Linked DNA regions of Mus musculus: all the other regions are linked to region 1. A link is a contact called in public HiChIP or PLAC-seq data. All regions are on one chromosome and are shown on one strand. The core of a region is the stretch at or near the end of the contact, and the rest is flanking DNA. Distances in the headings are between cores, read along the strand shown. Region 1 overlaps Tmem108 (transmembrane protein 108). Region 2 overlaps Topbp1 (topoisomerase (DNA) II binding protein 1). Region 3 overlaps Tmem108 (transmembrane protein 108).

Region 1 (4,205 bases), core at 1,558-4,057:
AGTGGAAACCCTAGAGATGAGCTTCCCGAGGCCACTCTGCCAAGGCGTGCCTACTGCTATGTCCGAGTTCGTAATGCCCCTGACTGGAAGCCCGAGCCTGTGTAAGGTGCAGAAATCCTATGTAATGTGTGGGAGGCTCTGTGGCTTGAATCCACTTCTCTTGGGAACTTCCCAGCCTTTGCAGAAAGAGACTCTGGGCTCTGTGACTGTGACAGTCTCAAGGTTAATGCTCTAGTTGTGTTTAGAACTATAACTTCACTATTCTGACCTTTCGTCCAAGAGATAGGAGTCTAATATGCTCTCAGCGCAACATAGTTTACAGGCCTCTTCAACCGGCACAGCCACTGTGAGAGAAAGACATGAGTGTTCTTCCACCCACAGAAGTAACTGAAGGTCACTGAAGTTGATCAAGATCACCCCAGCTAATTACACCACCAGGACCACGGGTTGTGGTAATCTTCAAGTAGGTGTTGATTGTCTCCCGTTACTCTGAACACTAGAGGGAACACACAGTTCGGCCTTAGAAGCCCTCTGTCAGCTGCACGGTGAGTACAAGGTGTGAGCCACTTAACCATTTAGTTAAAGAATCAACCGCTCCATGTTTCCAAAGGCAACAGCCACTGAGACCCTATGAGGAATGAGTGGGGGGCTCCCTCTGTCCATAGTTCTAGAACAGCCCTGAGAGTTAAGCAAGCTCTCGTGGGTTTCCCAGTAACGAATCTTCTGTGACTTATCAGATGAGAGATAGATAGATAGAAGGATCACTGGTATGAAGCCGGAACCCTGCGTACTCTGTTCACTCGACAGGACTCCGTGGGCTCTGAGAAGTGATCAAAGCCCCACAGGTTCCCCCAGAAGATCCAACCTTTCCAAATACCTGCTGCATTGCCAACTGCCGGGCCAGAATCCACACGGGATGAGTGGCAGCCACCCCTCCTCTCTGCTGTCTCTTGAGCCCCTTCCCTGCGGCAAACCCTGATTGAAGACCCTCCATGCACTGGCTCTGATTTTCAAAGGTCTAGGGGGCAAGCATTGCAAGTGTGTGGAGATACGCTGCCGAAACCCTGCTGCCCCTTCAGATTTACCACCATCCCTGACACCTGCCCCAGGACGGACTACCGCAGGGCCGACAGAGCATGCACAGTCTCTTGGGATCCCTCTACAGCTCAAGGCTTCCACCAACCCAGCAGAAACACGCAGACGTTGTTCCACCTCCTTTATCTCCCATCTCCTTCTGTGTCTCAGGGCCTGCATGGCTGCGTAGGGCTTGCCTCGCTCACTCCAGCTCTCCCTGGGTGGTATTTTATAGTACAGCTGCCTGGCATGCCTGATTCCATCTTGGCATCTGCCCTTTGAAGGACCTGAACTCACACAGCAGACGTCTCTCTCATCCCAGAGAAGAGGAAGCGGAGGACCGCTGGCGAAGTTCACAGTCAAGGGCGGCCAGGGCTGGGTTGTGGGCAGGCGTGTTTGATTCCACAAGCTGGTTTTAGCACTTCAGGGCACTCCATAAAGGATTAAACTGACAGAAGACAGGGACTGGGTAGTTTTCAGCTCTTATGTCCTGGTTATAAGGCCACAACTAAGAGGGTTTAGTGCCCAGCTCCTCACCTTAGCATGTGGGGGTTAGAAGTCTAGCAGGGGGATACTACCTTACAGTCCAGAGATAGCTATAGTTTAGCTTGAGTGGGTCATGGCCAGAGTGACAATTTAAGGAGAGTCCTGCCTTCTCCCCACCACCTCCTCCCATTGGTCCATAATTCCAAAGAGACTACCCACCTAACTACACTTCCTTTTGCGACAATCTTTTTCTGCTTCATAGTAAGAACCAGTCTAACCCAGGTTTTCTTTCTTTTTTTTTTCCTGAATAATCACATCATTTATTTCTTTTTCTTTTTTTAAAATTACGTATTTTCCTCATTTACATTTCCAATGCTATCCCAAAAGTCCCCCATACCCTCCCACCCACCCACCCCCACTTTTTGGCCCTGGCGTTCCCCTGTACTGGGGCATATAAAGTTTGCAAGTCCAATGGGCCTCTCTTTCCAGTGATGGCCGACTAGGCCATCTTTTGATACATATGCAGCTAGAGTCAAGAGCTCCGGGGTACTGGTTAGTTCATAATGTTGTTCCACCTATAGGGTTGCAGATCCCTTTAGCTCCTTGGATACTTTCTCTAGCTCCTCCATTGGGGGCCCTGTGATCCATCCAATAGCTGACTGTGAGCATCCACTTCTGTGTTTGCTAGGCCCCGGCATAGTCTCACAAGAGACAGCTATATCTGGGTCCTTTCAGCAAAATCTTGCTAGTGTATGCAATTAACCCAGGTTTTCTTATGTGGTAATTAAAAAGCCATGTAAGTCCTACACACACACACACACATACACACACTCTGCATATACAGGCACATGTTTATGCTTGTATTCATGGTTAACATTCACTGGACAATGAGCAGAGCTAAGAATTATGGGTCCTAAAACACCCCTTGGAATATTGAATTAATGGTCCAGAGCCTGGAGAAAACCTTGCTCTGGGGCGAGTATCAAGGCCAGGGAGTGGCTCTCCTCTGTCCTATCAGGCTGAACTTGCACTGGTGATGCAGCACATCTGTCTCTGCTCTGGTTTCCTTATCTAACCCTCCCTAAAGCTCCATCTTCTCCCAGATGAGGCTGGGAGAAAACACCCCACAGTGTGAGACAGGCCAAGGGAGCTCAGCAGAGCCTCCACATGGTTCTGTGAAAACCCAGAGCACACACTGGTGAGTAATGACCACTGGCAGGCCCGAGGCTTAAGAGGAGGCAGCAGGACCTGTGCATCCTGATGGTGGCAGCAGAGACCAGCGCAGCAGCCACATGGCTCCTGGCCCTCGCTCCTAGTGGCCTGGAGCCAGTCAATTTTAGTTCTCTTCTGAAGCAGAGTTGGCAGCAAGTATCTGGCAGGGCTCAGGAGACTAACCACTCCTCAGCCCTTGTACACTGATGCCCTTCCAGCTATTGGGAGGGTTTGTGACGTGGAAGGCAGGTGAGCTGCTGACCCTCCATTGCTGTGCAGGCTTTGAGTTCAATATACTCCTCTCTCCCTCATTAGAACCAGGGGAATCATGAGCTGGAGAAAGCATAGCACGGGGCAAGCCTCTGCTGCTCTCTGAAACCTGGCTTCTCTCCCAGCCCCTTCGCCAGCGGTGATAAATTCTACACCTGCACTTTGGTACCAGTCTGTCTGCCTGGCAGAGGATGGAGAGTCTGCTGTAAGGTCTGCAGAGGTGCTCTGGGGTACACAGACAGCAGGGAAGGTTGAAACATGAGCCTTCGGACCTGGGAGAGCCCAGCTGGTCTGGTCATTAGATGGAGCAGGACTATGGAAACAGTCCAAACAACACCTAGGGTCCCGAGACCAGACTGATCTAAATACTGATTTAAGTATTTCCTGTATATTTAAGTATAATGGCCAAGGATGACCCATAGGGGCTATGTCTGTGACCAAGGACACAGATTTGATGTGGGGGTAGTCAGGACCCAGGTAGAAACATAAAGGAAGTGGACTCTGTTGTCCCCTTGGGCTATAAAAGGCCAGTGTGGACACAATTAGATCTTTAGAGAGAGTGTACTACCCCTGCCCCCCAGCACCTGAAGGCTCCTCTTACAGCTTCGACTTGTCCTTGGGGAGTAGTTCTAGGCTGTGTCTGCCCTGCCTTGACTGACGTCAGTTTTCTAACTCAACGGTGCGGGTGATGACCAGAGTCTCCTGACACCTCGGTACTGTGTGTCTATTTATGTGTTTATTTTCTTTAGCAAGTGTAGGAACAGAATGATAAGACAATCCTGGGATCCCAACTATAATCGAGGGCGTCCCAACTATAATCGAGGGCGACACGCATGGGAGATTAGAAAGCAGCTACTTCTCACGTGTGACTGTTAATAATTTGCTTACTAATACGTGCTAAGTTTTTTCAATCTCCTTCCTATTTCAGAAGCAGGGATCACAGCCTATGGTCCACTATGCACAGCTGAGATGGATGTACCTAGGAGAGGCACAGCCCCAGGGGGTTTGTCTCTGGATTGCTCCTTGATGTTGCGGTTCTTTCTGAATCTAGCAAGGTGTGAGTGGGTGTGGGGAGACCCTCTCTACCTATAGAGTCTGCTGTCATTGCTTCTTGAGAGACAGCCCACTCTACTGAGTAAGTTTCCTGCACATAAATATGAAGA
Region 2 (4,521 bases), core at 1,448-3,947, 160 kb before region 1:
AGGGCCTGTTGGATGCCATGGGAACTGTGCTTGTAACATAAGGCCTTGGGACACTCAAAATCTGAGCTATATGTAGGTCATGCTTGGGGCATTGTATCGTTTTAGCATTAGAACTTAAATTGTTTTAAGATTAATTGGTTGATTGGTTGATTGATTATTTTTGTATTTTTATGCACATGAGTGCTCTATCTACTTGTACACTCGAGTGCCTAGAAGAGGGCATCAGACCCCATTATAGATGGTTGTGAGCCACCACGCGTGATAGATGGGGAATTGAACTCAGGACCTCTGGAAGAACGTACATCTCTCCAGCCCTAGAACTTAAAATTTTTATTGCTTGAATATTTACCAAGTTTTAAATGAATACTTATATCATGATTCCTTTCCCTCATTGACTATTAGATGAAGAGTAGCTAAGGGGCTGGAGAGATGGCTCAGTGGTTAAGAGCACTGACTGCTCTTCCAAAGGTCCTGAGTTCAATTCCCAGCAACCACATGGTGGCTCAAAACCATCTGTAATGAGATCTGATGCCCTCTTCTGGTGTGTCTGAAGACAGCTACAGTGTACTTACATATAATAAATAAGTCTGAGAGGGAGAGGGAGGGAGAGATTGAGAAAGAGAGAAGCTGAAAGAAAGGGTGTGGAAGGTAAAGGCTCTCACCACCAAGCTTGACTATTTGAATTTATTTCCTGGGACCCATACAGTGGGAGGAGATAACCAACTCCTACAAGGTCTGCCCCCCATATAAATAGATAGAAATTAATTTAAATCATATAAAAACAAAAGATGTTTTTGAGGGTAGTTGCTAGCATCCTCATACACTATAGCCATGCTTTTCTTGGTGCTCTCTGGAATGGCTGATACAGAGGCTAAATGCAGAGGCAGGATTAGAGTTTATACTTTAATAGACAGTAGATTGTAAAAGTGGGGATAACTTGTTCCACTTTGTTTAATTTACTGTGTGTGCATAGGTGTGCTCAGAGGGCCTTTTACTCTTTTTACAGTTTTAATATGGTTTCAGTGATTAAACTCATGTCACCAACTTAATAGGACAAGGACATTTACTGGCTAAGTCATTTCCTGGGTCCCAATTGGTTATTTACATGCTAGAGTTTTCCACTGTAAATTAATTTCCTTCCTTCCTTCCTTCCTTCCTTCTTCCTTCCTTCCTTCCTTCCTTCCTTTCTTTCTTTCTTTCTTTCTTTCAAAGATTTATTTATTTTTTATATGTAAATACACTGTAGCTGTCTTCAGACACTCCAGAAGAGGGCATCAGATTTCGTTACGGATGGTTGTGAGCCACCATGTGGTTGCTGGGATTTGAACTCGGGACCTTTGGAAGAGCAGTCGGCACTCTTAACCACTGAGCCATCTCACCAGCCCCTGTAAACTTCTTTCTAAAGTGTACACTTGTGTTTCAGTGTGCTCAAGAGTATAAGCATCTTCCTGAATCTCTTTATCCACACACTTACAATCCCAAAATGAGTTTGGACATCAACACAGTGCAAGATGGGCGGCTCTGTAACAGCCGGGCACCCTTGGCAGTTTCTGCATCTAAGGATGATGGGGTAGGTGGTGTGGACAGTGAGCCCCTCCCAAGCTGCATGTAGATGTCTGTGAAACTTTATGCAGTGAACTTCGTTTGAGAAGTTGTCATTTTTCTCTTTGAATAGCCAGATCATCTGTCTGTAGAAGGAAATGAGACAAACACTATGGGCACAAATGACAAAGAGTCACCTCTGTTGAATGGGAGTGGAAGAGATGACTGTAAAGGAGGTAAGACACTTGTCACTTTTTACCCCTTACTCTCACGCCATGGCCTCCCAAGACAGGGTTTCTCTGAGTGGTTCTGGAACTGACTCTGTAGACCAGGCTGGCCTCAAACCCAGAGATCTGCCTTCTTCTTTCCAAGTGCTGGGATTAAAGGCCTGCGCCACCACACTCAAGTGCACTTTTTACTTTTGACAACGTTTGTTTTGACTTACAGTCCCAGCTGTATTTTACCACTAATAGAAGAACTGGGATGGCCTTCCAGCTTTGCAGCCAAACACTGACTTCTCTCCACAAAACCCTAGAGAGGTGTCTTCTTCCAGTCTGAGTCAGCTGCTCATTCTCCTGCAGCTTCGCATCAATGAGGAGCTGTGCCCACTGCAGGAGCACTTGGAATTTCTCTTTGCAGTCACAGCTTGACTGTTCAGCAGAAGAGCCTTTTGACCTAACTTGACTTTCATGCATGCCTTTGTCACTTGCCTTAGTCACTGCTAGCTTTACTTTAGAGCTAGAGAGAGGAGTGTGACTCTTCTCTTCACTTGAACACTAAGCCACTGTAGGATGTTAATTGAGCTAATTTTAGAACTGTTGTTTCTTAGGGATTGCGGAAGTCCTTGGAAGGAAAGAGAGGAGGAACAACCAGTCAGCATATACAGCTTTTATCTGTAGCTTTTGTGTAGATATGGTTCACACAGAATCATTTGGAAGAGTTGGACAATTGTTAATATATGGTTGCTACAGCTCTCCATTTGCAAAAAAAAAAAAAGAAAGAAAAAAAAGCAATGTTTTAGTGTAGCTGGAGCTGAGAAATATATAGTAAAGGGTACATTTTTAGCTCAAACAGCCTTAGAAAATGAAAGCCCAAGCTTGATTGGTTTGGACTCTGATGAAGACCTGGCTACATCCTATCATGTCACTATCAGAAAGGGAAAGAGTGCAAGTGGGTGTCACCACATGAAAGACTGCAAGCAAGTTAGACCAGGCTCACTGTTGTCATAGCAACCCACAACAAAACTAGCCTGAGTTCCCCCTGAAAACTGCATTACTTCTGGGGTGGTGTTGCTAATGACCCAACCCCCTTAGACTAGATCTCACTCTTAAGGAGTCTCCTTACTATACCACACCACACACAGGAGGGTGTGCACTCAAGCCAGAGAAGAGTGTCTGGGAAACAGGGGCTGCTCCAGTCCTGGGTTTTATTTGCTGGTGTAGTGTGTGGCTTCTGTCCTGCTTTATTTTGCTGTTTCCTGTTCAGTGTCACTAGCAGTTATTTTGAATTTCTTGCTATTACAGATAGTGCTGTGCTGATTACCTTACTTAGATGTGTTACTCTCTGACTTCTCCTTATTCAGCCTGCCTACTAGAACTTGCTTTCTGACTTAACTGTTCCATTCTGTTTATTTCAAAAATGCCTACATGGTATCTACTTCAGTGTCTATAATGGGAAGGAAAGACAAAGACGTTGTGGTGTGTTCTTTCAAGGATTAGTGAAAGCTCGGCTAGTGCTTTACAGCAGCAATCCCAGGCTTGCTGCTGAGGCAGGAGGGCATTCAAGGCCAGCATGAGCTATGTGGCAAGATCCAAAGCAAATGGACAGACAGCTATACATACAAATGACTGTGAATCTCTGTAGTATGCATCCATGAGAAAGGGTCAGACACGAGCAGGGAGCTCCTCAAAGGAGCAAGTTTTCCTCCAAGGGAGTCTTCATCGCTTCAGAAACAGTCCTCATGGCCGCCTTTGTGTTTTGTGACATTTTAGCCTTGTATTCCTGTATAAATGTTCAGTAAATGGCAATTCTTTGTTCAGCTAGATCTAGACAAAATAGTGTAAGATATGATTGACAAGAGAAGTTAGTAACTGTGGTAATGCTTGCCTGTAATCCCAGAACCCTAGAGACTGAGGCAGGGATTACAATGGGAGGTCAGCCTGGCCACACAATCAGATCTATCTTCACACCAGCAAGGTGGAACGGGGGGGCACATCTTTCTTGATTGATATCGATTACTCTGTTTCTAGCTCTGACCCAGGCCTTGGAGATGAGAGAGAACTTCCAGAAGCAGCTGCAAGAGATCATGTCAGCCACCTGCATTGTGAAGACGCCTGCCCAGAAGACTTGCATGTCAAGAAGCAGCTGTAACAGCGCCTCTTCAACTCCTGACAGCGCTCGCTCTGTGCGGAGCGGACGAAGCCGAGTCCTGGAGGCACTCAGGTTTGTGCGCTGTGTTGTTTGCATAAAAGCCCCTGGTAACTTAGGTTGGTGGGTTAGGCTCTTTTTGTTGTTTTTGTTTTTCGAGATAGGGTTACTTTGTGTAGTCCTGGCTGTCCTGGAATTCTGGAATTTGCTCTGCATACCAGGCTGGCCTTGAACTCAAAGATTCATCTGCTTCTGCCTCCCAAATACTAGCAATAAAAGGTTTGTGCCACCACACAGGACTTTAATTTTCTTTTCTTTTCTTTCTTTCTTTTTTTTATTTTAAATAAAGTGGAAATTAGAATATTGAGACCAGTGAAGGGGTTTGTGTTGGCGCTTTGTTTAACTCAAACAGTATGCATTATATCCCACTGTCATCTGGGGTTTTGTGTATTGCTGCTGAGTTTTTTGTCTTGTTGCTCAAGCAGTTGTGAGTTCTTACTTTGAAGTATGTGATTTTAGGTGCACTTTTCCACTTGACGTAAAATCCGGGAGCAGTCAGTCCTCTCTGTCACTTAGTGTTAGCACTAGACAGTGAGGACACAGAGTACTTCA
Region 3 (4,429 bases), core at 761-3,260, 200 kb after region 1:
GCAGCGCAGCCCGCCCAGAGGATCCTAGTAGAGCAGAGGTGAGCTGTTCCTCTTAGCCCTAAGTCAGACTGCAAGATTCATGAACCCAACAGCCATGACTGCTACTTTGCGACCCTAAGTGTTGGATTGGTTTGTAACAAACCACTAGATAATGAGAACAGAGACTTGTCATAAATAAAGGGTATTGAATGCACATATATGCCCTCATCTGCCCAAAGGAGGAGAAACTTAGAACCAGAAAATATTAAGGCTGCCCAAAACCCCAAATGAGTGTTCTATGAAAGAAGCAAAAGCCACCACTGAAAATTAAATTTAATTTAGGCCTCACTTGCCTTTTGCCACTGACCAACAATGTCAATTAATGGACATGTGATTAACCTGTTATTTGCAAAACCAGTTTCTCTAATACTTTTTGTTGTCATTTGTTTCAAAGAATTGCTGACTGTCTTTGCTTCTCAACAATAGGTACTCAGCTCTATGCCTACCCTTTGCTTCCATGTCCGTCGGCAGCTACAGTTTGCAATCGGGAATTCAGTCGGATCCAATACAGCCACTGGGCTCTACACTGTCATCTGCTACTGTGTGCTAGCAGAAAGTAACCAGACTTTACACATAAATAGAAATCCTGATCCATTTACTGTGTGACCCTAGGCAAAGCGCTCAGCGTTTTGACTCATCTTTAAGATGGAAATAACAGCTATTTATCTTACAGGGTGGCTACAGAATTAAATGGGCCACTGCATAAAAAATATCTATGTGCCTGGCACATAACATGCAATCAACATGTTTCCTTTCCTTAGAGTCCTGGCCAAGTTTTGCACTAGAAGCAGCATGAAGACCCAAGGTTTATTTCAGATAAAAGAAGCCACTGCAGGGAAGCCACACCCCTCCTTCTGGGTGACACTCCAGAGGCCCTGAAGGAGAAAGCTCCAGTCTACACTGGAAAGTTCCACAAGAACAGCTACAGAACCCCCTCTTGCTTTGTTAATTTTAGTTAAGCTGATTTGAGCTAATAACTTTCTCCTTTACTATCATATAACTTGTTTATGTTTTTAATTTTTATCCTTCGGAAATTTCAGCCATGTATACAGTACACCTTATGAAGTTGGCCCCCATCTTCTTCTCCAACTCACTTCTGGGACTCCTATTATATCCCTCTCCCAACCTAGTGACCTTTTATATTTATTTATTATTTATTTTCCCTCTGAGTTCACTTAGAGCTCTCCGATTGCACACTGATGTAGGGTGGGGCAGGAAGGAGCCTGGAAACCTGGTCTGAACTCCATCCCAGTGGCCAAACTCCTAAAGAAAATCTACCCTCCCTCTCGAAGCAATACCAAAACCTCCTCAGCTAGGAGCGGGGCCGCTGGAGCCCCTCCCCACTCCAGCCGTAACAACCACAGCAGCAGAGTTTCTACAGGCCACAGCCTCGTCCCACTCAGCACCCCTCCCCACCCTCTGGCTCTTTCATTCTTCCTTGGGACAGGTTCTCAGCCCGTCGTCCTAGCTGACACGGAACTCATGGTAATCCTCCTGCCTCAGCCTCTCGTGACATGAACCACTAAACTTGGCTTGCTATCTATCATGGATCTTAAAATCAGGAGAGAACTACCTTGTTTTCCTTTGGAGGCTACTGGAAGCCTTTATGCTGGAGAAATATAGGGCTGGTGCTGAGTTACTGACTGCTTAAGGAAGAGAAAGGTCTCAGGAAACCTGTAGGTTTTAAAAATTTGACTGATTGACAGCATAATAAATGTTGTATGGAGAGAACAGAGAACCATCTGAATACTGTTCTTCCATTCAAACTCATTCTGGACTTTGCCAGCCTTCAGTTAACATGACCATAAGACCCCAGGGTCACCCGGCCCTTATTTAACTGTTAAGAAACAGGCCTGAAGCAATTCTATAACTTTCCTGCTGTCACGCCTGACTCTTGTGGTGGGTGGAGTTGGGACTGGCTTCTAAGGTCTCCAGGCTATCTCTGACACGTATCCTGTATCCTGCAGCTTGGCCTTCGGATGGTAATGAGAATCAAGTGCAACATGCATTCCTATTCTGGTTAACTTAAAATGGATAACACATCCCAGACTTATCGCTTAATTTCCAAGCTTGCTTCCTTCCCAAGGGAGGACTGGTTATTATCTTGGACAAGAGCCCACCCTAGGCCAAGGCCTTTGCTCTCTAGACTGGAGAAGCTCTGTCAGAGACTTTTCACTTCGAAACATTCTAAGACAAAGAAGACGAGTTTTATTAACACTCTGATGGATGTTGTCCCTGGCAAGTGGCCATCACCGAACAGGAAATGACAGGCTTCTGTCTTCTATAACCTACTGATGAACAGGGTCGATATTATATTCTATGACAAATGGGTGGGAGCCAAGCAAAACTGCTCGTCAAAAATTCTGTCAGGGCTGCGGGGTAAGTCAGTACTTACCCATCCACAAGAAGCAAGCACGTTGTAACTCCTCCTGTCTAGGGATCAACGATGTCCTTTAAGGTTCAGATAGTCTGATCACAGACTGACTATGTTCAAAGCAAGGTCTGAAGGCCTAAAATATACAAACCCAAGGCAAGGGGCAGAGGAGGCAACCATTTGTATTCAATGGTTATACCTACCTAAATCAACACATTGACTGTGAAAGACAGGCTGTGATCAGGGACCAAACTGGGATTTGAATGTTTGACTGTTGCACTCATGGGAGAAAAAAAAATGAACACCAGATGTAGGAACTGAATCAGTGAGAAAGTTAAGGGGGTCACTGACCCTTGAAGCACACTGAGGTAACGGAAAGGAGGAAGCTCTCCCCAGAGAGGGGGAGGCAACAGGGGGTTGGCACGCTTTTATCTGTAGTGAAGACAATGAGGGTGTATTTGGGAACAAGGGTGGAGAGAGTTGGGGCCACTAGGCAGATAGCTGTGACAGGCCTGTTCTAACACAACTTGATGGGAATTTCCTCCCCAAAGTGTAAACTCCAGAGATCCACACTTAGAAAGCAGGATTCTCCCTCTAGTAGACACCCGGGATGGGTCTCCAGGTCTGAGCAGTGGGGGTGTGGATGAAGGGAGAACGTTTCTCTTGACTGGACTCAGCTGCTCCTGTGTGTGATACCAGAGTCCAGTTCCATGTTAAGTTGAGTCCCGTTTGAAGCTAAATTTAAGTTTAGAAATGGGCTCTTTGGGGTTCATATTTAAGGCTCTTGTTAGGTTTTTATTCACCAGCACTGCTCGAGATTTCAGGGGCTTTAGATAAGAAAGCCATTGTTTAAAAGGTTAGAACCACTGTGTTCTGGCATCTTTGTCAGAGTCATACAAGTCTACGTTATCTGAAGAGTTCAAGGGGAGGCGTTCTTATTGGACGATGCTCTCTCAGTAAATACAAGTTTGGCAGTCAGTCTACAAACGTGCCTCTGATTTGTGGATTGGTATCATCCTGCCTGCTCTTAGTAATTCTGAAGTTGCAAAGACATTGTTGTTCCCCACCACAGAAATTGACTGCTCCCCAAATGATCGTCCCCAAACAACTTTGACTTCTGACCCCGTAAGAATGTAGGCAACACTAGGATGCAAATACTTGATAATAAATATGCTCTTCAGTTTTCTTTTACATGACTTATTCTTCCAGCCAAAACCAACTAAAAAAACAAAGCAAAACAACAACAAAAATCATATATTAAAAGCTGGTCCTCGTTCCATAGGCCTGTTATGTACTAGAAAGGTTAAGGCAGGAAGATTTGAGGACAGCCCGGTCTACAAAGTGAGTTCAAGGCCAGCCTATACAACTGAGTGAGGCCATGTCTCAAAATAACAAATATATTTTTTTAAATGGCCGGGTATGTAGCTTCCTGGTAGAGCATGAGCCTAGACATACAAGGTTCTAGGCCCCATCTTCAGTGCTGTGTTTACACACAGAGAAAGAAATAATACCAATACCAATACCATACCAATCCTGTCTCTAGTCATAGCCTATGGAAGACGCCACTTTAAATGCCCTCTGAACACCTGGAAACGAACCAAATACATGACAAATGATGACAAATTCACCCAGACCTCCTTGCGATAAAAAGGAACCTCCACTATAGATTGTGAACCAAGAAACTGGAAGCAGTCGACACGTACACTATCAACAGACAGCTAAGCTGCTCATCACCGGTGTGATACGCCTGGGCTTATGTGCCTCTCCCAGGAGCTGGATCTCAGTGAAAAGAGCATCCACTTGCCTCCTCCTGGGAAGGCAGGCAAGAACTGGCACCTCCCACCCAGTTCCCAATAGCTGGAGACTGATTCATCCCAGAGAACCTGAAGCGCACACTCAGAGCACACTCAGCATCTGCTAACAGCCGCTTATTTCTGCACAAACCCAGAAACTGCCCTCCCCCAAACTGTTGCCTGGCGAGAGGGTGCCCGATATTAAGAGTCCAGGCAAAGGGTC

Evidence for each region. HiChIP or PLAC-seq counts read pairs in DNA pulled down with a chosen protein or histone mark.
Region 2: an H3K27ac HiChIP or PLAC-seq map of heart atrium shows a contact between it and region 1, with 8 read pairs. The contact joins two enhancer-like sites. A contact is called at or near these places in 2 of 115 datasets of contacts at active chromatin or transcription factors (heart atrium and large pre-B cells) and 2 of 9 other capture datasets (adipose tissue and liver).
Region 3: a contact with region 1 is called in an H3K27ac HiChIP or PLAC-seq map of heart atrium, with 6 read pairs. The contact joins two enhancer-like sites. A contact is called at or near these places in 4 of 39 promoter capture datasets (the C10 cell line, hippocampal neurons, pre-B cells and 1 more), 1 of 15 datasets of contacts at CTCF or cohesin (large pre-B cells), 18 of 484 Hi-C or Micro-C datasets (CD8 T cells, the HL-1 cell line, embryonic stem cells and 4 more), 5 of 115 datasets of contacts at active chromatin or transcription factors (astrocytes, embryonic basal ganglia, embryonic stem cells and 2 more) and 1 of 9 other capture datasets (embryonic stem cells).

Annotation. Positions count from the first base shown.
Region 1 is chr9:103,491,719-103,495,923 of GRCm38.p6, forward strand. The region is part of intron 4 of Tmem108 (transmembrane protein 108); the gene reads right to left. It overlaps Gm16252 (a long non-coding RNA gene), which reads left to right. Exons shown (of 7, transcript XR_003948081.1): 3 at 382-556; 4 at 808-4,177. Among named protein-coding and RNA genes, the nearest start is that of Bfsp2, 14 kb to the left of the region's middle. Within about 2 kb of position 2,808, at least 46 of the 459 cell types and tissues checked have an H3K27ac peak or open chromatin away from gene starts, as enhancers often do. A contact at or near this core is called in heart atrium, where this site is marked.
Region 2 is chr9:103,334,389-103,338,909 of GRCm38.p6, forward strand. Topbp1 (topoisomerase (DNA) II binding protein 1) reads left to right here. Exons shown (of 28, transcript NM_176979.5): 18 at 1,424-1,570; 19 at 1,676-1,778; 20 at 3,792-3,984. Among named protein-coding and RNA genes, the nearest start is that of Cdv3, 29 kb to the right of the region's middle. Within about 2 kb of position 2,698, at least 36 of the 459 cell types and tissues checked have an H3K27ac peak or open chromatin away from gene starts, as enhancers often do. A contact at or near this core is called in heart atrium, where this site is marked.
Region 3 is chr9:103,687,796-103,692,224 of GRCm38.p6, forward strand. All of the region lies in intron 2 of Tmem108 (transmembrane protein 108), which reads right to left. Among named protein-coding and RNA genes, the nearest start is that of Gm46129, 31 kb to the right of the region's middle. Within about 2 kb of position 2,011, at least 6 of the 459 cell types and tissues checked have an H3K27ac peak or open chromatin away from gene starts, as enhancers often do. A contact at or near this core is called in heart atrium, where this site is marked.